3 separate regions of the Mus musculus genome follow, and regions 1 and 3 are each linked to region 2. Evidence: chromatin contacts called from public Micro-C data. All regions are on one chromosome and are shown on one strand. Each heading gives the region's core, a stretch centred on a gene start, on an enhancer-like site or on the middle of the called end of the contact. The rest is flanking DNA. Distances are from core to core; before and after follow the strand shown.

Evidence for each region. Hi-C and Micro-C count contacts between places; a contact is called where the count stands out from the background.
Region 1: a Micro-C map of muscle stem cells shows a contact between it and region 2, with 4 times the contacts expected there. The contact joins two enhancer-like sites. A contact is called at or near these places in 7 of 39 promoter capture datasets (the 3T3-L1 cell line, the C10 cell line, embryonic stem cells and 3 more), 2 of 15 datasets of contacts at CTCF or cohesin (both in the NIH/3T3 cell line), 8 of 484 Hi-C or Micro-C datasets (the HPC-7 cell line, Sertoli cells, cerebellum and 4 more), 9 of 115 datasets of contacts at active chromatin or transcription factors (PVALB interneurons, astrocytes, bone marrow-derived dendritic cells and 6 more) and 2 of 9 other capture datasets (adipose tissue and pancreatic islet).
Region 3: a contact with region 2 is called in a Micro-C map of muscle stem cells, with 2.7 times the contacts expected there. The contact joins two enhancer-like sites. A contact is called at or near these places in 1 of 484 Hi-C or Micro-C datasets (muscle stem cells), 1 of 115 datasets of contacts at active chromatin or transcription factors (embryonic stem cells) and 2 of 9 other capture datasets (adipose tissue and pancreatic islet).

The regions. Positions count from the first base shown.
Region 1 is chr7:49,921,320-49,925,710 of GRCm38.p6, forward strand. All of the region lies in intron 5 of Slc6a5 (solute carrier family 6 (neurotransmitter transporter, glycine), member 5), which reads left to right. Among named protein-coding and RNA genes, the nearest start is that of Slc6a5, 13 kb to the left of the region's middle. Within about 2 kb of position 1,887, at least 74 of the 459 cell types and tissues checked have an H3K27ac peak or open chromatin away from gene starts, as enhancers often do. A contact at or near this core is called in muscle stem cells, where this site is marked.
Region 2 is chr7:49,805,117-49,809,814 of GRCm38.p6, forward strand. It overlaps Prmt3 (protein arginine N-methyltransferase 3), which reads left to right. Exons shown (of 16, transcript NM_133740.2): 10 at 1,411-1,510. Among named protein-coding and RNA genes, the nearest start is that of Prmt3, 29 kb to the left of the region's middle. Within about 2 kb of position 3,310, at least 27 of the 459 cell types and tissues checked have an H3K27ac peak or open chromatin away from gene starts, as enhancers often do. A contact at or near this core is called in muscle stem cells, where this site is marked.
Region 3 is chr7:49,886,052-49,890,678 of GRCm38.p6, forward strand. No RefSeq gene overlaps it. Among named protein-coding and RNA genes, the nearest start is that of Slc6a5, 22 kb to the right of the region's middle. Within about 2 kb of position 2,195, at least 45 of the 459 cell types and tissues checked have an H3K27ac peak or open chromatin away from gene starts, as enhancers often do. A contact at or near this core is called in muscle stem cells, where this site is marked.

The DNA of each region.
Region 1 (4,391 bases), core at 637-3,136, 110 kb after region 2:
CTATGTCACAGGCGAAAAACCTTGAGCAGAAGCTCTGAATTAGGTGTCTGGTCGGACTTGGGGACTGGAGTCCAAGTATGCATGTCTTTTAAGGCCACAGACTTACCCCAGTGCTAAATGCTTCCTAGACTGCAAGGCTGCACCATAAAGTCACATTTTTACCCCTCTTGAACAGAACCTGCGGATTGCAGACGGCAAGTGACGCGATGATTATTGTTTTTTTTCCCCAGATGACTAAGGGGAGTTTTCAAACTTGCAATGTAAGTTGCAAGGTCTGCATTTTGGGCCATGTGACCCCCATATTTTCTGCCTGTCCGGGGTGTTTAAAGAATCTTTGGTCCACGTGTTCTAGTCTATCAAGTCCCAGCAAAAGTGATATCATGACAGGTGTTCCCCCCCCCCAGTGATATTTGTGGTTGATATTCTGTGTGATAGCAAGAAAGATCACGCACGCAATAGCTAAGCTATCACTGTGATGATTCTACGTGGAGGCATCCGTGCAAAGGGAAAATTAGAGACAGATAAATATGGTACGAAACTGCTCATTGCAATCACATTCACAGTGCTGGAAAGCAGTAGGAACTTAGTATGTGATAAAGAGCCCCACAATTCCATTGCTCAAATAAATCATGGCTCACCCTTCATAATAAGTTATTCTATAATCATTAAAAACAAATAGTCATATATAAAAGCATGGGAAAAACCTCCCACATCCTAATACATTTAAAAGCATGCTATGTTCATAGTGGGATTTTATCTTTATTAGAGATACCTACATGGATGTAAGGATAAAAATTTGAACAATTTGGGGCCCATCTTTGCTCCATTTTTCTGTCATAGATATGCATCTATTGTGTAGTCTATTCATTTTTACATGTGTGTGTTTATTCTTTTTAAAGCTACCTAGGTACCTTGGCCAGGCATATAGGTGATGCCTTAAGAGAGAGGCAGGCATGACCCTGCCCTGGTTTGGATTCATGTCTCTCTCCAGTGTGGTGTGAAGCAACCCTGAGAGGCAGAGGGCTATGGGGCCTGGCATGGCTAGGCATCTATTCACCAGCCGTACACCATTAAAACAACCAGAGCACAGACAATGGGCATATTTCTCTGATTATTCCTAGGAGCCCATGAATGAGTCAGAGGCCGCAGCACGCTTAGCCATAGTTTCTAATTTTTTTTTTGTTAATTAAATAAAGCAAAGTATCAATATTCCCCCACCCCCTCTCTGCACTCCCCTCAGCTTCTGCATTACTTGTACATGGGTGGGCTCTATACATGGGGTCAAGTTCTCTTTGATAGGGGTTTCAATCCTGTTGGGTTTTGAGGTGCCGTAGAAAGGTAAGAGAATCCTGACCTATAGAGATACACATTGCTTTAAATCCCTTCTGCTTGGCCCAGCTGTTGGGAATTTAGACAATAGCTTTTCCCATGCCATCTCCAAGATGAATACACCAAGCTAGGCTTCTTTGGGAAATGGACCTGATGCCCCCTCTCCTCCCTTGCAGTGTTCCCCACATGACCCCCAAGGCACCGCCTCAGCCCTGTAACCACTTCGTTTTCAAAGCAAGCCTGGCACTGTCCCAGGAGATGAACGGACGTATAAATGGCTTAACATTGTGACCCTCACACACAGTGGGTGGAGGTGTGTCCACCACCAGTGTTGCTCTGATCATGTTGTCTGATTGTTCATGTCAGCATGCAGATGCCAAGCACTGTGCCCACTCCAGCCCGAGACCAGCCCTGGGGCTGCCTACAGAGAGAGGCAGAACATGCCTAGTCATTTCATCTTCCTTCCCGTTTTTATTAAGGCAAGGCCTTGTTCTGTAGTTCAGATGGCAATCCTCTAGTCTCAGCTTCCTGCGTCTCTAGGTACAGCTTGTAGGACAGGCTACTGCCCAGGCTGACTCAGCCCTCCAAGGATCTGCAATGGAGGACAGTTTGTCCCTACCCTGCGGAATGAGTTCAGCCACTGTTTTGTTCAAACAGGGCCTTAGCTGGGTCAGCTCAAATTGGAACAGTATAAACACCATTTCTATTTCTGGAATGGCTTAATTTTCATTAGAACTTTAATTAAATGATCCCTTTTCTCCCCGGTCTTTCCTGTGCTTTCATTTATTAATAATTGCCCGAGTAAAGAGAATCCCATTCCAACAGCTTTCCAATTTAGCCGATCATTATCGCTGTTCTTTGTTCGGGGTTGTTGGGCCGCGGAGCTCTGATGAGATGGCCTGTCACTGCTTCTCTGGCGGACAGAAAGGGCAGAGAGCCGAGAAGCACGCTCCTGCCACCTAGTGGTTAGAAGAGACATTGCAGGAGGCTCGAGGCTGCTGGTGGCTCTGCAGCATTGCAGTGGGAACCTGGAACTGGATCTTATGAGGCTACACTGGGTTGGCTGGTCGGTGGTCCTCTGGGCATTCACGGGTCCAGGGAGTCTTTACAAAGGCAATTTTGGAAGCAAGCAGCGATCACTGAGATCTTAGCGGATGGGTTGCTTTTCATCAGGAAAAATCAGAATTAAGCCGTGGTGATTTACGCCAAAAGGATCTGAGTGGAACTTTAATCCCCTGGTTCAGGGGATTAAAAGAAATTAAAAGAAGAAATTAAAAGAAATTAAAAGAAGAAATCTTCCCCAGCAAAGATTTGATAGTCGGGAGTCTGGAATCCTTCTGAAAATGTTTTTGTTGTTGTTGTTTTTATTTTGTTTTGTTTTGGTTTTGTTGTTTTGTTTTTTTAATTAAAGAGCTAATGTTGAAAAGGCAGCTTCTAGGAGACACCTAGAAACAGATTCTCAGCCTGAGATTTAGCAGAGCCAGTTTTTGTTTTTGTTTTTGCTTTTGTTTTTGGTCTGGGGTGGTAAGACTACTAGTGTTTGGTGAGCAGCAGCCAGTGGCTATTACCACATAGGACAGCCTTCTTCCAGCAAAGAATGATTTGGCCCGGGAAGTAATTATTAGTACTCCTCGGAGAGAGTCTGGGGAGCCAATCAGAAGGGGAGGGGTTTTCTACTGTTATTTGAATCTTGCTTGTTTGAGATAAGGTTGGGCTCACGCTCCTGGCAGCCTTCCTGTCTCAGCCTGTCACATGCCGGGATTACAGGTGTACACCACCACACGTGGTCTAATGTGCATCCGAAGACTGAACCGGAGGCTTCGTGCTGCTAGGCAAACACTCTAGCAATGAGCAACATCAGCAGCCCATGTTGTTGGAATCTTCCCTCGGCATTCTGAGATAACTAGGGGTGGGGGTGGGGGAGCAGCCGGCCATTGAGGTAGGTCAGTGTGTTCCTCGGAAGTGATACAGAGTACAGTCTGCCTCGTGGACAGGTAATATGACGAAGATTGAGTTACTGCTAGGATGTATTGAGTATTTTTAAGCCTCTTATCTCACTTACTTTGGACCCTGCAATAGCCCCGTGAACGAGATCCATCCATCCCTAGCAGTTGGAGGTGCTCTCAGGCCTGGTGGAAGCCTGAACCCCCACTCTTGCCCTTGTGGCTGCACTCACAGAGGGTGTGGCTCGGGGCATGGTTTGGGGCGTGGCTTGGAGCGTGGCACAATGCATCTTCACTGCATGCATTTTGTCATGGTGTCTAGAACAATTTTAACTCATTCTCCAAAACTTAGAAAAGGAAGATGGTATGCAGACTCACTTTCTGCATCTGGACCTGAACATCTGGAAAAGGTCATTGCGGATTGGTGGGAACAATCTGTCTGCTGCTGCCGTCATTCCCCATTTGTGCCTTCCTCCTTGGGCCCCTGTGCTGGACTCTCTAGGTGCACGAGCCCATGAGCCCTGCTGTGTACTCCAGAGTGGGGTAGATCAGAGTGAGGACTGCAAAAAGCAAGTGCCCCGTTCCTCCTGGCAGGACTTGCATCCTTGGTAAGCGGCTGCAGCTCTGGGTACCAGCTGATTCCAGGACTTGGCTCACAGGGGTGACGTAAGGCTTGGGGGCCATGAGCATCCAGTGTTGCAGACATCCCCGAGACCTAGTCCTCACAGTGCCAGTTGTCTTGCTACTTGGTGCTTGATGAAACTGTCTTTTGGGAGTCCAGCGGGCTTTTTGTTTCAAATTTCTGCCCATTTTTACTTATTGCATCCCCTTCTGTGGTGCTGGAATTAGAACCTAGGGCCTTAGGCATGCTAGTTAGTGCTTCACCCCTGAGAAAACCCACAGCTGTGTGTCTAGCAGTTTATACTGCTGTTAGAAACACATTGCAAAACGGTCAGAAATACCCCAGCTTCTTCCTATTGAGAGTAAAGATTAAAATAATCTATGCTTGCTGTGTCTAAAGACGACTTCTTGAGCTGAGCCCAGCATGGGGTCTTATTGTAGAAATTATTTATTCTCAATCTGGGACTTCTAACTCACCTTTGATCATTTAGTTCCTAG
Region 2 (4,698 bases), core at 2,060-4,559:
TATTTCCACTCTTTCTCTTTGTTTTTAAAGATATGATAACTACATAAAGGCCTGTATTCTTCATAAATGCAGAATCCTTTTCAGGCTGAAGTCTTTGTTGTTAATTCACTGTTATTGCCTTGTTAATCAGATATGTTTTGGGGCACTCATCAACCAACCAACACAACAGGAAACGGGACTTTAAACAGGCACTTTATTCAACAAAGAGCATGAATATTCTGGAAAAAAATATGTCATTTAACCAGCTTTCAGAGTCAGTTTTAAAAAATAGCACATAGGGTTGGCAAGAACTTTCTGAATAGAATTTCAGTGGCATGGAGCTAGTCCCTGATGTCAACAGATGGGACTATGTGAGATTAAAGAACTTTGCATAGCAAACTGTCAGCTGAGCACACAGAATGGAAGACCAAGGTTGCTAGCTATGTGTCGCAGAGTGGCTTAATGCCTAAAATTTACAAAGAAATGCAGAAACTAAACACCAAAACAATAAAACTGTCAGCCAACAAATGGGCTAATGAAATATACAGTTCCCACGAAGAAACAGAACTGGCCAATGATTAACTTAAAAAGTGTTCAATATCTCCCCTGGCATCAGAGAAATGCAAGTTAAAAGTAGTTTTCTCTACTACCTCAGCCTAGTCAAGCTAGCTGCCCTCAAGAAATCTGACAACAAATATTGGAAAGGATGTGGGGAAAGATAAGCCCTTACTCATTGCTGCTGGTGGGTGCAGATTAGTACAGACATTAAGAGAGTCAGTTTGGAGGGGCTCAAAAACCTAAAGGTAGAATTACTGTCTAACCAGCCGTTCAACCCCAGGCACTTAACTACTGCAGAGATGTTTGCACTCCCGAGTTCATTAGTGCTCTGGACATATGTTTGCAACAAAATGGAACCAACCCAGATGCCCATCAGCAGATGAATGGAGAATGAGATGTGGTATATGTGCAAAGTAGAATATTACTCAGCTATAAAGAAAAAGGAAATTTACAGGAAAATAGATGGAAAGTGTAATATTAAATGAGGTGATACAAACTCAGGAAAAATCCTCTTGTTTTCTCATTGCATACTCTAGCCTATAATGTATAGTGCTTATAAGTAAATATGTAGAAGTGTGGGTATATTACCACTTAGAAAGGAGACCAAGAGAGCCTTATGTTAAGTGGTGAGGAAAGATAGGCGAGAGGATGTGAGCTGTGGAAAAGGACATTAAGCTAACCCCCACCCCAGTATCAACTCCATCATAGTTGTTTCTGCTCACTGTGCAGAAGTTCCCCAAGATGCATAGAGCTTACAAGTGGGCAGAGTTGGAGTGGCTACACTAATGTAGCAGGGTCTCATTTTACTGTGACATTTCTTGATACAGTTTGCAAAACATTTAACAGGCTAATATAATTCATTATAACTTTCAGACTAAATAAACTTGAAGATACCATTGTACTAATTAAAGGAAAGATTGAAGAAGTGAGTCTTCCTGTGGAAAAGGTGGATGTTATTATATCAGAGTGGATGGTAAGTAAAGCAAATTCTTTTTTAAACAAACATGGTAGCAGTTTTTACTCCTTATGTTTGATGAATGACTGTGTCAGCAGCTTTGGTGGCTGGTTTCATCTAGTGCTGACTTTGTGGCCTCTGCCGTTGTAGCAGACCTCCAGGGCTAATGCTGAGGACTAACTAGGATGTGCTGGGCTGGGTTAGCCAAGTGTCTCCATCCTGCTCACTGTTCTCTCCTGTGTTTCGTAGCTTTATAGATTATATTAAAGCCTTGAGTCAAGGCAGGATATTTACGGATATGATTAAATGATGGTAATTACCAATGGATAGGGATTATTGATATAAATGGATGAAATCTGAAAAGTGACAGATTTTCTGTGTGGAAAATTGAAGGTTTTTTTAAAACTATCATGTGATAAATTTATCAAAACAATTTCAAAATGGTTTAAGTTATAAATTTTCTATAATTTTTTTTATGAGCATAGTGACAATCCAGCAAAATAGTAACTTTAGTAGCTTTTGAAGTGTTAGGACTTAACAGACAGTGTCCAGTTTCGAGCAAGTGTCCCCTGGGTGTGGACATATGCTTGTATCCTGGTGTGCCCTTCCAGGAGGCAGGCCCTGAGCCCTTGGTCACACTCAGGCTGTTGGATGTTGGGCTTTATCTTCAGCTGGCCTGCTAGTGCCGCCCCTGCAGCTGGCACTCTGAGGACGGGCGCTCTTTCCTGTTCTCCTCTGCTTCAAGGGATAGAAACTCATGTATGCATTGTCATTGTGACATTTTAAGTAGTAAAAAATTATATTGTTACACACACTCATTTATTCGCACACACTTTGTTTACCATGGCATTTCCTGAAGTAATCTCACGTGGCTTAGCTGGTGGCTCAAGATGAGGACAGATAAGACAGGCCTATTGCCTGCTGCTGCTTTTCGTTAGATTTCTTACTTCTCTGTGGCTTCACTTGTGGAAGTGCTTTACCTTGGCTGTTGCCTCGACTTTGCTGTCGGTCCTTAAAGTTACATGCTGTCTGTTCCTGCACTCCCTTTTCTCCATTTGATTTTATTCTGCTTTTAGACAGTTTAACATTTTATTGCAATCATATAATTACATCATTTTCCCTTTCTTTTACCTCTCCAACCCATCCCAATGTGTGCCTCTGTGTGTGTATGTGTGTGTGTATGTGTGTGTGGTTGTATGTGTGAGTGTGTGCTAGATACATGCATGTGCTCAGTCCACATAATGTTATTCATGTGTATGTTTTCAGGGCTGAAACATGGTCAGGTTTTGCACTTTAGTTGAACCTTCTGTCACAGCCATCACAGCTTCTGTTGTTAGACAATGTTGCTATTAAACCTCTTTTCTCCAGAGGCTGAGCCACAACTCACACAGTACTGACAGACTCCATCACGTGTCTCAGTGTAAATCAATGACGATGGGCTCTCTCACAGGGGAGCTTATCCTGACGGAAATTCACTGGCCCCGACACAGTCAGATTTGGGATTTTCCTGTGTAAGTGCGAAGGCAGTTAGCGAGTGGCAGGTTGAGGGCGGCGCTGGGAGTCGGCCTGCCTGAGCACTTAGCCTCTTTCATTACCACTGGGGCACGTGATGGAGCTTTTCAGTGCCTTGGTTTCCTGCTCTGTAAAATGAACCAGCAGTACTCAGTTTGTGGGCTTCATCGAGGATCAGATGAGCTGCTGCTTGCACATGTCTCAAGATGGCTCTGGAAACAGCTGTTACGTTTCTGACAGTAACACGGTGAGCGAATGAGTCCCTAGACTGGGTTGTGAAGCATGGGATGGCTGAGTAACTGCCCAGATGGCTCTACTGGACAGCAGGCCCTGCAGACACTGCGCCAGGATTCATCCTGTTCCCCTTCCTTTCAGACATGGTGTTCGAGTCATTCCGGGTTTGTCTGTTATTACCAACCCTTTTCAGTTCTGAAGAGCAGCTGTGACCATGATGCTCTGGATGATGAGGACAGTGGCACCTGCCCAGTGCTCTCCTCTACACGGCTGATTTGTCATCTTGTAGATGTTATGGTGGGATTTTAGTGTTTGTTTCACTGTTGTAGCAAATCTCTATTTCAGAATGTCGGTGCCAACTGGCCTCTCCAGGCTTCACTTGTCAGTCCTCTCTTAAACATGAACACACTCACAAGTTCTCTTTCATGTGCCCTTGAGTCCTGTATCCCTGATTTGATGGCTGTGAATATCTGCTTCTTTTCTTAGCTGCTGGGCAGTTTCTTGGGTCATACTGTTTCCCACAGAACCTTTTCAGTGTCTTGGAAAGAACTGGTTACAGTCCGAATTCTTTCCTCTGCAGATTGTTTTCATGTAAGTAGCTCATAGATATGTATTTGAATCTGTCTAATCTCCCTGGAGGCCATGTTCTTTTGAGCAGCAGTTGTCTGATCATCTTAGGCCATGTCTTTGATTCATCTGCCCTGTCATAGCCTCTGCTTCAGGCCCCCACATGATGAGTGTCTGGTCTCCTGGTAAGATTTTTTTTTTTTTTAGTCTTTAGTCCTTGCTCTGGGTTACATTTTCCTCCAAGTCCTTCCGAATAGTTGCTGCCTTTGTCTTATATGGTGATTGCTAAATCTTCATTTGATTCACTTCCCTGGTTTTCAGGCCTTTTCAGCATCTCATCTTGCTCATCTCTTCTGTCTTTGCATTCCATTCCTGTTTTCATGATGAGTAATGTTCATGTGTTCTGTAAGTCACACTCCTTACCAGGCTGGAATCTATCTTTTTGCACCTTATCCTCTCATGTTTATTGGGTAGAATGATGGGAAGGAGCTGCCGCGGAGTGTTGTGTAGCTGCTGTACCTTGCTTTGTTTTGTTGTTTCTGTTTATCGACTTCTGTATAGGTGTGGGCTCCGCCGACTGCTCTGACTGACGAGGGGGTCTTTTCCTTCCTGAATCATCTCTCCAAGAGACTGTGAGGGTGGTGTCTTTCTAAGTCAGGGGCACTCGAGGCTCATCTTCCTTTCCTTTCCCAAATGTCTTTTAAGTTTTGATGTCATCCAAGAGTGTGAAAGGTTTACCTAAGATTAACAACTCACAGAATGTTGGGTCACGTAGAGCTAGGTAACAAATGGCTGAAGGGCCTGACACCGCCAAAGCTAATTTGACTCTGGACCTGCAGCATTCCAACTTCCCACATCCTTTGAGTTCAGTCAGTCTGCCTCTGTAGGTGCAG
Region 3 (4,627 bases), core at 945-3,444, 80 kb after region 2:
TTGTGTGAGCCAGGCAAGGGGCAACCAGCTGTCGCCAGTCCCTTCGGGGGAAGGTAAAGAACAAATGCACGAATCATAATGGGTGAGATGACTTCCTGTCCAGGGTTCCAGGAGGAGAAGCAACCACCCAAATTGGGTACAGGCAGTGAGGCCTGCCAATCCAGCATGCCTGCCTATCAGCAGGTAAGTGCTGCCTCTCACAAACCACAGAGAGCCATGGCTCTGGCAAGGCAGGTGAGAAGGGGATCTCTGCCCCTTTCTGTTCTCCGAAGACTGCAGGATACCTGAGTGAAGAGGCATCTAAAAGCCAGGCTGCCCCAGCCATGACTATATGGCTGCTTTGGTTTCCTGACACTTTTCTGCATGTGGAGATTGTGGGTCTGGACTTCACGAGTCTCTCAGGGCCCACTGTACTGGTCCCTCTGTGAGCCAGTCATGATCAGACTATACAATAGATTTGGAGACCCTTCTATGTTTTCACGATGGCTGTCTGGAGCTCGCTCACCCACTCCGACTCCTGTCTCTAGCTCTGGCCACAACCTGACAAGCAACTGTCATGAGATCATCATTTTGATGTGATGTGGCTTCACATCTGGATTACTGAGGGCTTTTAAATAATGGCTCTTGGAGCATAGCCTCAAAAATGCAGCTGTCAGGGCCTAAAGTCAAAGTCCTTTAAATGTGCATCAAGAGATTTTTTTCCTTCTTTTTTGTAAAGATTGATTTATTCTGGGTGTACGTGGGCATCACATACATGCAGGTTCCTGAGGAAGACAGTAGAGTTTTAGATCCCACGAGAATGAGAGTTACAAGCACTTGTGAGCCACCTGATGTAGGTGGTGTGAATGAAACCTTTGCAAGACCAGCAAGCACTCTTACTGCTAAGCCACTTACTTCTCCAGCTCTATCTTGAACCATCATGAAAGGAAATGTGTTATGAGAAGCCATCTTTGCACACAATTTTGCATAGCATCATAATGTCCTTGTTATGAGACATAAAAAGAATATCATTCATTTAAAGACATATTTCAATGGGAAGATGTTTGGAGACTTCTTACATATGTTCTCAGAATCACATAGGTTCTTAGGAATCATAATGTAGTATTCCTATACATGGAATAACACACACAGGGTTTTTTTCTGTGGCTGTGTGTGTGACAGCTCTGAGAGCATGGGGACACCAGGATGCCACTCTGGTATCTCAGGTACCAGGAGCTTTGCAGCTTCACCAAAGATGAATTCCAAGAGTAGCAATGATTAATTAGAAAGAAGAGGAAGAGAAAGAAGAGAAGGAAAAATGAGAAGGAGGAGGAGGACAAGACAAAGCAACCCTGCAATTCCACCCCTATATGTCCAAGAGAAACTGAAGCTCAGAAAGCCTAAACCAAGACTCTAAGTAGAGCAGCACTAGTCCCCCAACTAGAAAGTGTCCACACACTTAACAGGAAGACTAAATGCATCATCCCACTGTGGAAAACTATGAACCAATGGGAAGTAAGAAATGATAGCAGTTTGTGATGGGTTGGCCTAAAAATCAGTGTGTTAAGTGAAAGAAGGGATTTTTTTGTCATTCTGTTTAAGTAAAACTTCCAAAGCAAACAGATGTAGGGGTCAGAAAGATGGCTCAGCAGTTAAGAGCACTAGATGCCCACACATAGGGTCCGGGCTCCATTCTCAGCACTGTACATGGAAGCTCAGAACAATCTGTAACTCCAGTTCCAAAGAATCCAACATCCTCTTCTGGCCTCCATGAGAATAGCATACACATAGTGCACAGACATAGATGCTGGCAAAACATTCATAAACTTAATGTTTTTAAAAACATGACTCTAGAGGGAGGTTAAATTTGGGATAGGTCAGTGCATGGGGAGCATGAGCAAGACTTTGGCTCACTTGTGGGGGGGGGAGAATTAGTCATTGCCTGGGGCTGGAGTGGGAGGAGCAGTTGATGGCAAACAAGCACAGAGGAACTTCCTAAGTAACAGGAAAGTTTAGGAACCACCCTGAGTGACAATTCCCAGCTCTACCACAGTCACCGAAGCCTCAGAATTGGTTAGAAGCTTAGTTGGATTGATGGGCCCTTGTTTTGGAGATCAGACTCATGTTAACTTGGTGGTCACTTCTGACTATACTAAACGACTGATTTCCACAGTCATTTTAGTGGTGCTGTGTCTCAGATGTGTCACCAGTGAGGCAGGAGTGAGTAACAATGCCAAGAGGGCTGGGGTTGAGGGTGATTCATGCAATTGCATTTGTTAAGGTTGAATATCTAACACATGGTAAGAAAAAAATTTCAAAAACTCTAGTATGCTCTTCCCTGGGTACCAGAGAGACAAGGAGATGAAATCGTAGCCCTGCTGGAATTAGTCTGAAGAGACCCTGGGGAGAAGGGAGGGATGCAGAATGGGGTGCAGCCTGGAGCTGCCTCAGGGCTACCCAGAAGCAATGCTGAGTAACACTAATAATGAAAATGACCCTGTGGAGTTCAAATCACCCATAGGAAGTGACCTCTTCCATTCTGAGCTCTTTCCTGTCGTCTGACATCACATCGAGAGGAACCAGACCATCCAGGGGCTGACACCTGTCCAGTGAAGCATTGAGTGCTTAACTAGATTCAGTGCAGATGTCCTCCACCATGGGAGCATGGCCCAGAGAGGACTTGCTACTCTTGACTTTCCTTTTTCTAGACCTCCCCATCATTCTGATCCCAAGCTTGTACTCGGTGTCATTCAAAGTTCTGGAAAAGGCTGCTGGTGGAGAGGCTAGAAATCGTTAGTGTTGGAAGCCACTGTTGGGAAACTGAGGCAGCAGGGATGACTGCTGAGATAAGTCTCAATTTTGAAGGTAGGATGTCTGAGTCCAGGGATGTCAAACATCCACTATTTAGGATACTGTTCCAGCCTCTCTTTCTACAAGGGATGCAAGGGATCAGTAGTTCAAACCCACCCTTGGCTACACAGTAATTAAAAGCCAGCCAGGGCTACAAGAGACCCTATCTCCAAAAATCAGATATAAATAAATAATACTGAAGTCAACAATAATGGTCTACCTTGTTTCCATAACAGCTATATGGATTTCTACAGTAAGGAAGGATTTCTTAAAAATTTTAAATAACACTTATATGTAGATGTGTGTAAGTACACACAGGGGCCAGTGGCAAGTTGCAGTTTTCTCTTTTTACCATGTGGATCTTGGGGATCTGACTTAGGTCCTCAGGCCTGGTGGCAACTGGCTTTACTTGTTGAACCATCTGTTAATTGTTGAATGCTGACCCATTCCTCTAAACATACTGCTTTCAACTCAGTCCTCCTGTCTTTCTTCCCAAGTTGTATCCTGGGTAGCCAGCATACTTGATGATGACCTCTGCTTTGGGCAGAGACCCTCACCAACTCGAATGAGGGAGGCAGCTTTTCTCTCTGCTTTTCAAGATGTCCAGGTGCCAAATGCCTTGTTTCCTAGTAACTTGAAGTGACCGTCAAGTGCCTTTGTTCGAACAGTAGTCTTTTCTGAAGGGAAAGAAGGAAAAGGAGACGCACAGACCAGATGGATCTAAATTGAACACATTCTCAGTGCTTAATTTCCCTAATGTAGAGCACAAACAGCCTTCTGGGAATACTTCCCCAGCAGTGCCTGCAGTCTTAACCACTCACTGCCATTAACCATATTGAGTCTCAGGGGGCTCCACTCCCCAGCACCTCCCAAGAACGCAGCCAGAGCCACCATTTAGCCTGGAAAGTGTCCTGTAAGTAGCGCTAACCAATCTTCCTAATACAGGCGACCACAACACTGCTCAGCAGAGCCTTGCTGTGTAGATTCTGATGACAAGAAGAAAGCACCAACACCACCCTTCAAAGGCATGTGCTCCCTTGCCAACTGAGATGTCCATTCTTCGGTGTCTCTTTCTGTTAGTGGGCCTTTCCATTAACAATCATGGGGTCAAAAAGATCAATATGAAGGGAATTATCAGGCATCGTCCCTTTTCTAAACCTACATCCAATCAAGTCTCCTCTGTGTTTTTTTTTTCTTTCTTTCTTTTTTTGTTTGTGACAGGGTCTTAGTGTATGCTTGAGGCTGGTCTCGAGCTGGTGATCCTGCATCCTCAGCCTCCCAAGATCTGGACCATAAGCCCGATCTGCTATACCTGACCATGAGGAGAGCTTGTACAAGTCCTGAAGTTGGCATATAGGCAAAATACACATAAAACTAATAAATCTAACTTAAAAGAAATTATAGAAAGAGTAGAAATATCAGAACCAGGGCTGGGGATATAGTTCTGTTGGTTAAGTGTTTGCCCACTGGCTTCAATCCCCTAGTACCAGTTAAACAAAACTGGATGTAGTAGCACACATCTCCCAGGATTCAGGACTTGAAGGGGAAACAATCAGAAACTCAGGGTTATCCTTGGCTACTTATTGAATTTTGTGCTAGCCTGGGCTTCTTGAGACCCCTGCAAGAGAGAAAGAGGACAATGAAGTAGAAAGAGGAGCAGAAGAAAGAGACAAAAAGGTAAGGAGAGAGAGAGAGGGAGAGAGAGAGGAAGAGAGGGGAAGAGAAGAGAGAGGAGAGAGGAGAGAGAGAGGGGGGAGAGAGAAAAGAGAGGAGAGAGAGAGGGAGGAGAGAGAGGAGA